Regions from separate parts of the Sus scrofa genome. Here region 2 is linked to region 1. Evidence: chromatin contacts called from public Hi-C data. All regions are on one chromosome and are shown on one strand. The core of a region is the stretch at or near the end of the contact, and the rest is flanking DNA. Distances in the headings are between cores, read along the strand shown.

What was found. Hi-C and Micro-C count contacts between places; a contact is called where the count stands out from the background.
Region 2: a Hi-C map of fibroblasts shows a contact between it and region 1, with 2.7 times the contacts expected there. The contact joins the promoter of PLEKHH2 here to the promoter of DYNC2LI1 in region 1. A contact is called at or near these places in 2 of 47 Hi-C or Micro-C datasets (embryonic fibroblasts and fibroblasts).

What each region holds. Positions count from the first base shown.
Region 1 is chr3:96,701,899-96,704,598 of Sscrofa11.1, reverse strand. It overlaps DYNC2LI1 (dynein, cytoplasmic 2, light intermediate chain 1), which reads left to right and starts at 1,387. Exons shown (of 13, transcript NM_001244749.2): 1 at 1,387-1,459. The coding sequence starts at 1,452.
Region 2 is chr3:96,832,011-96,834,710 of Sscrofa11.1, reverse strand. PLEKHH2 (pleckstrin homology domain-containing family H member 2) reads left to right here and starts at 1,280. Exons shown (of 29, transcript XM_021087575.1): 1 at 1,280-1,435.

The DNA.
Region 1 (2,700 bases), core at 138-2,637:
GCTTCTCAACTAACATGCAAAGGGATTCTGAGCTTCCAGAATCCAAATCTTTATGATTCATTACAGTTTGTCCCATGTCAGTCTGTGGGTTTAGAAGCACGCCAGCCCCAGGCTATAGATGCTGATTCTATGGTAGATGTAGCAAACCCCCTTGCTACCATCCTTTCTCCCTTCAACTCCATTTCTTCTCTGATGTGCAACTATAGTCTCCTATGTCTCCAAGGTTTTGGGAGAATCTTATCTCCAAAGATTCTATCTGAAGCTAATGCCTCTTTCTTTCTACCAACCATCCCCCTGCTTCATTTTCTTGTGTTTCTTTCCTCAACGTTGCTGATCTGCAGCTTACCACACAGTAATAAAACTTATTAAGCACTTATGTCAGACGCACATTAGTTATGTTTTACATGTATTTATCTCATTTAACACTCATCTTTTTCTCCTGCTTTACAGGATAGGAAACTAAGACTCAGAGAAATGGAGTGATGTATTCATTGTGGGAATGAGACAATGTAGCCAGTGTGGCTGAGTCAGGACTTAAATCTATCTTATTGCAAAGCCCATATTCTTGAGACCAAGCCAAATGGCAGAAAGGTGGAGGAGGAGTTTCTTCTTCAAATATTCAGGACACCTTGGGCTAGAAAGCCTGGGTCTACTCAGCATTCAAGACAGATAAAATATTTTCACTGCCATGTATGTTTCACCAACTCCTTTAGGCATAATTAGTCCCTTGTTCTTATGTAAATTGTTTGTACCCAGCAATAGCTTGTATCACTGACTTCCTTTGAATTATTGTAATTAGTTGTGTATTTCTCTCTCGAGGGCAGTGATCTTGTCGCAGTCATCTCGTCATTCCTTACTCTCTATAGCAGAGTCTTGCATTCAGTAATAACTCAATGTTTGTTACTGATTTGGAGATACAGTAAATTAAGTATTAAGGAGATGCATTTCTTTACTAACTTATTAATAAATGATGCGTTACTGCATAAATCCTGAAACAACCAAACAAGTAGAAAATTGGAAAATACTAAAAATCGTTAATATTTTTGTCTCTAGTAAATTACTAGCAAATAGCTCAGAAGATTGTTCCGTCCTCAATTTCAAATCATTGCTACTGGGAAGAGAAAAGCAATTGAAAAGGGAGAGCCTCCTGGCATATAAGTAGTTGGTACTCAGTAAAATACTTTTTTCAGTCAAAGAACACGTCCAGCCCAGAACTTTTAGGTCCCAGGTTTATTACCGCGTATCTCCTCTCTGTCTCCCACTACCTAACGAAGAACTCTGAAACTACATCTCCCGTGATGCCCCTCTTCCGCACGCATCCCGTTCTTGTGACGTCGCTACCATGGCAACATAAGAGCCCGCACAACCAGGCGCGGCTCGGAGCTCGCGGACGGATAGGCTTTAAGCTGGGCCCTACGCTTCGATCAAGATACCGGGACGCTCGGGCCGCGATGCCCAGGTATCCCTGCAACCCTGCTTGCTGCTGGCTTATGCTCCCCTCGAGAGCCTTCCCTCTTTCCCAGCCCTGCCAGAAAGGGGTGGGGTGGTGGGGACTGGGGGGAAGAGGCCCCCGCAGGTATATTTGGTTAAAGATCCACGCGGGACCTGCTGGTGGAAGAAAATTTGGGGTCTCTCCTGCTTGCAGCGCTTGTTTAGATGGTCAAGGATACATAGGCATTATTCCTGAGCGTGTGGATTTTGCTGCAAGCCGAAATAAAAGTTCCCCAGGTGGAAAAGCTAAGAGATTTCGAAAGATCATTCTACTCCAGTCATTTACTTCTTAATGAGAGTTACTTGCGGGACAGGGAATGTTCTAGGGGCCGAGTTTCAGACGGTGAGCTAGACCACCAAGCCACTTCCAGGTGCAGATGTTTGCCACCACAATAAATGAGGGGAAACTTGTGAAAGTTACACTGTGAAAAGTGTCAGCTCAAATTTAAAGGGGCAGCAGGGGTGGGGCTGGGTTTTTAATCACCTAACAAGTCCTCTTCAGTTCTCTGATGTCAGTGTTAATTCCTTGTTCTCAAGTAGATACCTAAAACTTCTCTGAACAACTTAAAACGACATCAGGAAGAGAGGGGTCCTGGAGTCCATTACCGAGCAGGATAAGTCTGTTTTCCTTACATGTGGGCAGTGTGATCTCTGTAGAGTTTGTGAACCTTAAAAATTGTCAGCTTCCCATCACCGTATAATTGGTTCTAGCACCTACCAGGTTTTAGCACCTACCACCTCCTTCTCTTTTCCCCCCGCCCCGCTGGTAACTTGGAAAGAAGATAATCACATCATGAAGAAACGGTGTGTAACTAAAGAGCCAACAGGCCCGGATTGAGTTCCTAGGGGCTCACTTGCGACATAAATGTGTGAATTTTAGTGCTTATTTCGATCTTTTCTCTGCCCCCTTTTCATTCCTAAAATAGTAATTATAAGTACTCTATTATTTTAGGTAATTGTATATAGACCAGGCCCTAACCTAAATGAATTATCACGTTTTAACAATCGTGGCAATCCTATAAAGTTGGTATTTTTTTAAATCAGCATTTTAGAGCCTGGGGTCTAGCACAGACGCTTGCATATATTAGGTGCTCAATAAATATGTGTTGAATTAATAAAGGAATGAAGGCTCCAGGGAGGTTAGGTAATGTGCCCAAGTTGGCATACTTGATAGATGTAGAAAGTAGCAAATTCAAGCTTATAACATCA
Region 2 (2,700 bases), core at 31-2,530, 130 kb before region 1:
CTTTGTAAATCTTTATCTCTTTTGTGCTTTTTCTATATAAGGTGAGATAAGCTGAAGGAAAAGAAAAAGAGTGTAATGAAAAAAATCCTCCTTCCACTTTATATTGGCCAACTGTGAACCAAAGGGAGTAATTCGTCTGATCTAGCTTTGTGACCTAGGAAGGGATTACCCATAACCTTCAGAATTCTCTCTCTCTTTTTTTAAAACCCTGAGACTGGCCCCTCCAGACCCCTTCTTGTGATTAAAATTAAAATCCAATTACCATAAAAATATCACTCATTTACGCAATGCTCTGTGCTAGGTGCTGAGCAGGATGCAAAAAGAAAGAAAACAAATTCCTGGTTTCACAATGTAATGGAGAGAGAAGGAATGGTAAGCAGAGCAGAATGAGCTTGTGCCAAGAGGAGTGAAAATCTAAATTCTCAGAGTGCAGAAACAAGAAAAGAGATTACTGCTAAATGGGGCAACAAGCATGGTTACACACAGATTATTTGAGCTCTGTCTTAGAGGATAGTTTGAACTTTTAAAGATGGGAAATAGCAGGTAAATGTTCCAAATGGACTTCCCTGGAATAGGGAAACACACAGTAACCGTCTCACATAGTGAAGGGGCAGCTGTGAAAAATAAATCTGAAGAGGAGTTCCCTTTGTAGCTCAGAGGTTAACGAATCCGACTAGGAACCATGAAGTTGAGGTTTGATCGCTGGCCTCGATCAGTGAGTGGGTTAAGGGTCCAGCGTTGCCATGAGCTGTGGTATAGGTCACAGACATGGCTCGGATCCCGAGTTGCTGTGGCTCTGGTGTAGGCTGGTGGCTACAGCTCCAATTAGACCCCTAGCCTGGGAACCTCCATGTGCCGCGAGTGCGGCCCTAGAAAAGGCAAAAAGACAAAAAACAAAAAACAAACAAAACCTGAAGAAAGCAGGACGGAGGACTTGAATACTAGACTAAGTTTTTGATAACTTAAGCAAAAGGAAGCCAGTGAAGGTCTTTGTCACAGTGAATGTACATCAACACTGCCCTTAAGGACAGCTAACCTGGCAAGACGGTGAAAGATCGGTAAGAGGAGACGCTTCTGGTTGGGAGACCAAATGGGAGGGTGCGGAGTCCAGGCAGAGGGAATGGAAAGGGGGAGAACAGTGCAACTGGCTCTGAGCTCTAAGCGTGGCAGAGGCCAGAGGTACAGCTCCTGGACAGAACTCTCTCTTTGGGTAGGGACTGGGAGGAGTCAAACTCATAGCCACACCCCCAGGTGACGTCATGAAGTCGACTGAGACCTCTGCCTGGCTACTCTGGCCGCCAGTCCTAGGAGGAGGCGGTGTCCTTCCCCCCTCCCACTCCGGGCTCGGTGTGAGGCGGGCGCCGGCTGAGAACCCCTGGAACCCCGCGCCAAGGGCTGCCAGGACGTCGGGCGCTACTGGGGGGCTGGCGCAGAGGTAGGCAGATGGACGGGCCGGGAGCCAAGGGCGATCCCAGTGTCCCTGATGTCCGGGGATCCCCGCCCCCTCGAGAACGCGCCGTCCCTGGTGGGCAAGCCGTGCGGACGATGGGGGCGGCGGGCCGATCCGGCTGGCGGGAGACCCGGGGGATGGAGCGGGCCAGCGCCGGACTCAACTCCGCGGCTCTTGCTGCAGCTCAGGCACACGACATGGCTCCCTTTGCTGCCCGCGGGACTGGGGTCTCGTCTGGGAGCGGTGACCGGCGGCTCCTCGCCCCCTGGTCTCCCGTGACATTTTGTTTGAAAACGCGGGGCCCGGGTTGGCGGCGCGGGCGGTCAGGGGGACGCACAAGGCTGCCGCACGTCCCCGCGCCGAGTGGCCCACGCAGCTAGGGATGCTTCGGAACCGCCTCCGCTTCTTGGGAGCGCCCTTTCTCGCAGGGGAGGGGGGGGGGCGGCGAAACTTTTCAAAACTTTAAAAAGCCGGTTTCTACACCTTGATTTGCCGGAGTGTCAAAGTGCCCTTAGATGACCTACCATGAAACTGCACTCCCCCTGAAATATAAGACCGAACATTTGAGCCATAGATTTTGATGTGCGAAACGCAGTGTGAAGAGAAGTTGAGACATTTATGCTGCTAAAGCCCTAGTGCTGTACTACCTGCAGGTCACTGCTTTCTTTGTGAAAATGCTAGTCGCAAGCCTCGACCACACAGCTGTGTGTGTCCCCGAGGAGCTGTGAAGTGAGGACTAGGGGTTCTGAACAGTACCTCCAAAGGGTAGGCTTTGCCCAAGTGGTGTTGGTGATGGTTGAGAGGTTCCTTAAGCAAGGGAATCTTCAGTGTGGTCAAGAAAACCATCTTTTCTGCTTTAGAAACACATACACACACATAACACATACATACACACATATCACACACACATACACATCACACACACATATCACACACACACACAGGTACCTGGCCAAGTTAAGCTGTCCCTTAAGAGGAGAGAATTAAAGAATATGAGATATGAAACTATCCTGAGTTTCATCAGAGTAAGCCTAAGTAGATGAATTCTTTCTTTTCTTTTTCTTTCCCTTTAGGGATTTGGAAGAGAAACAGGAAGTCAAAGTTTCAGAGAAAAGAGCATTCACTCCACAATTGTAAACAGTTTATTTTGTGTCAGTAAATGTTTCCAAAAGTCACTGGGGGTATTTGGAAAACCAAAACTTTTTCCTGTCCCCTGCAGTGAAGATAGATTACTTTCACATTCGAAATCT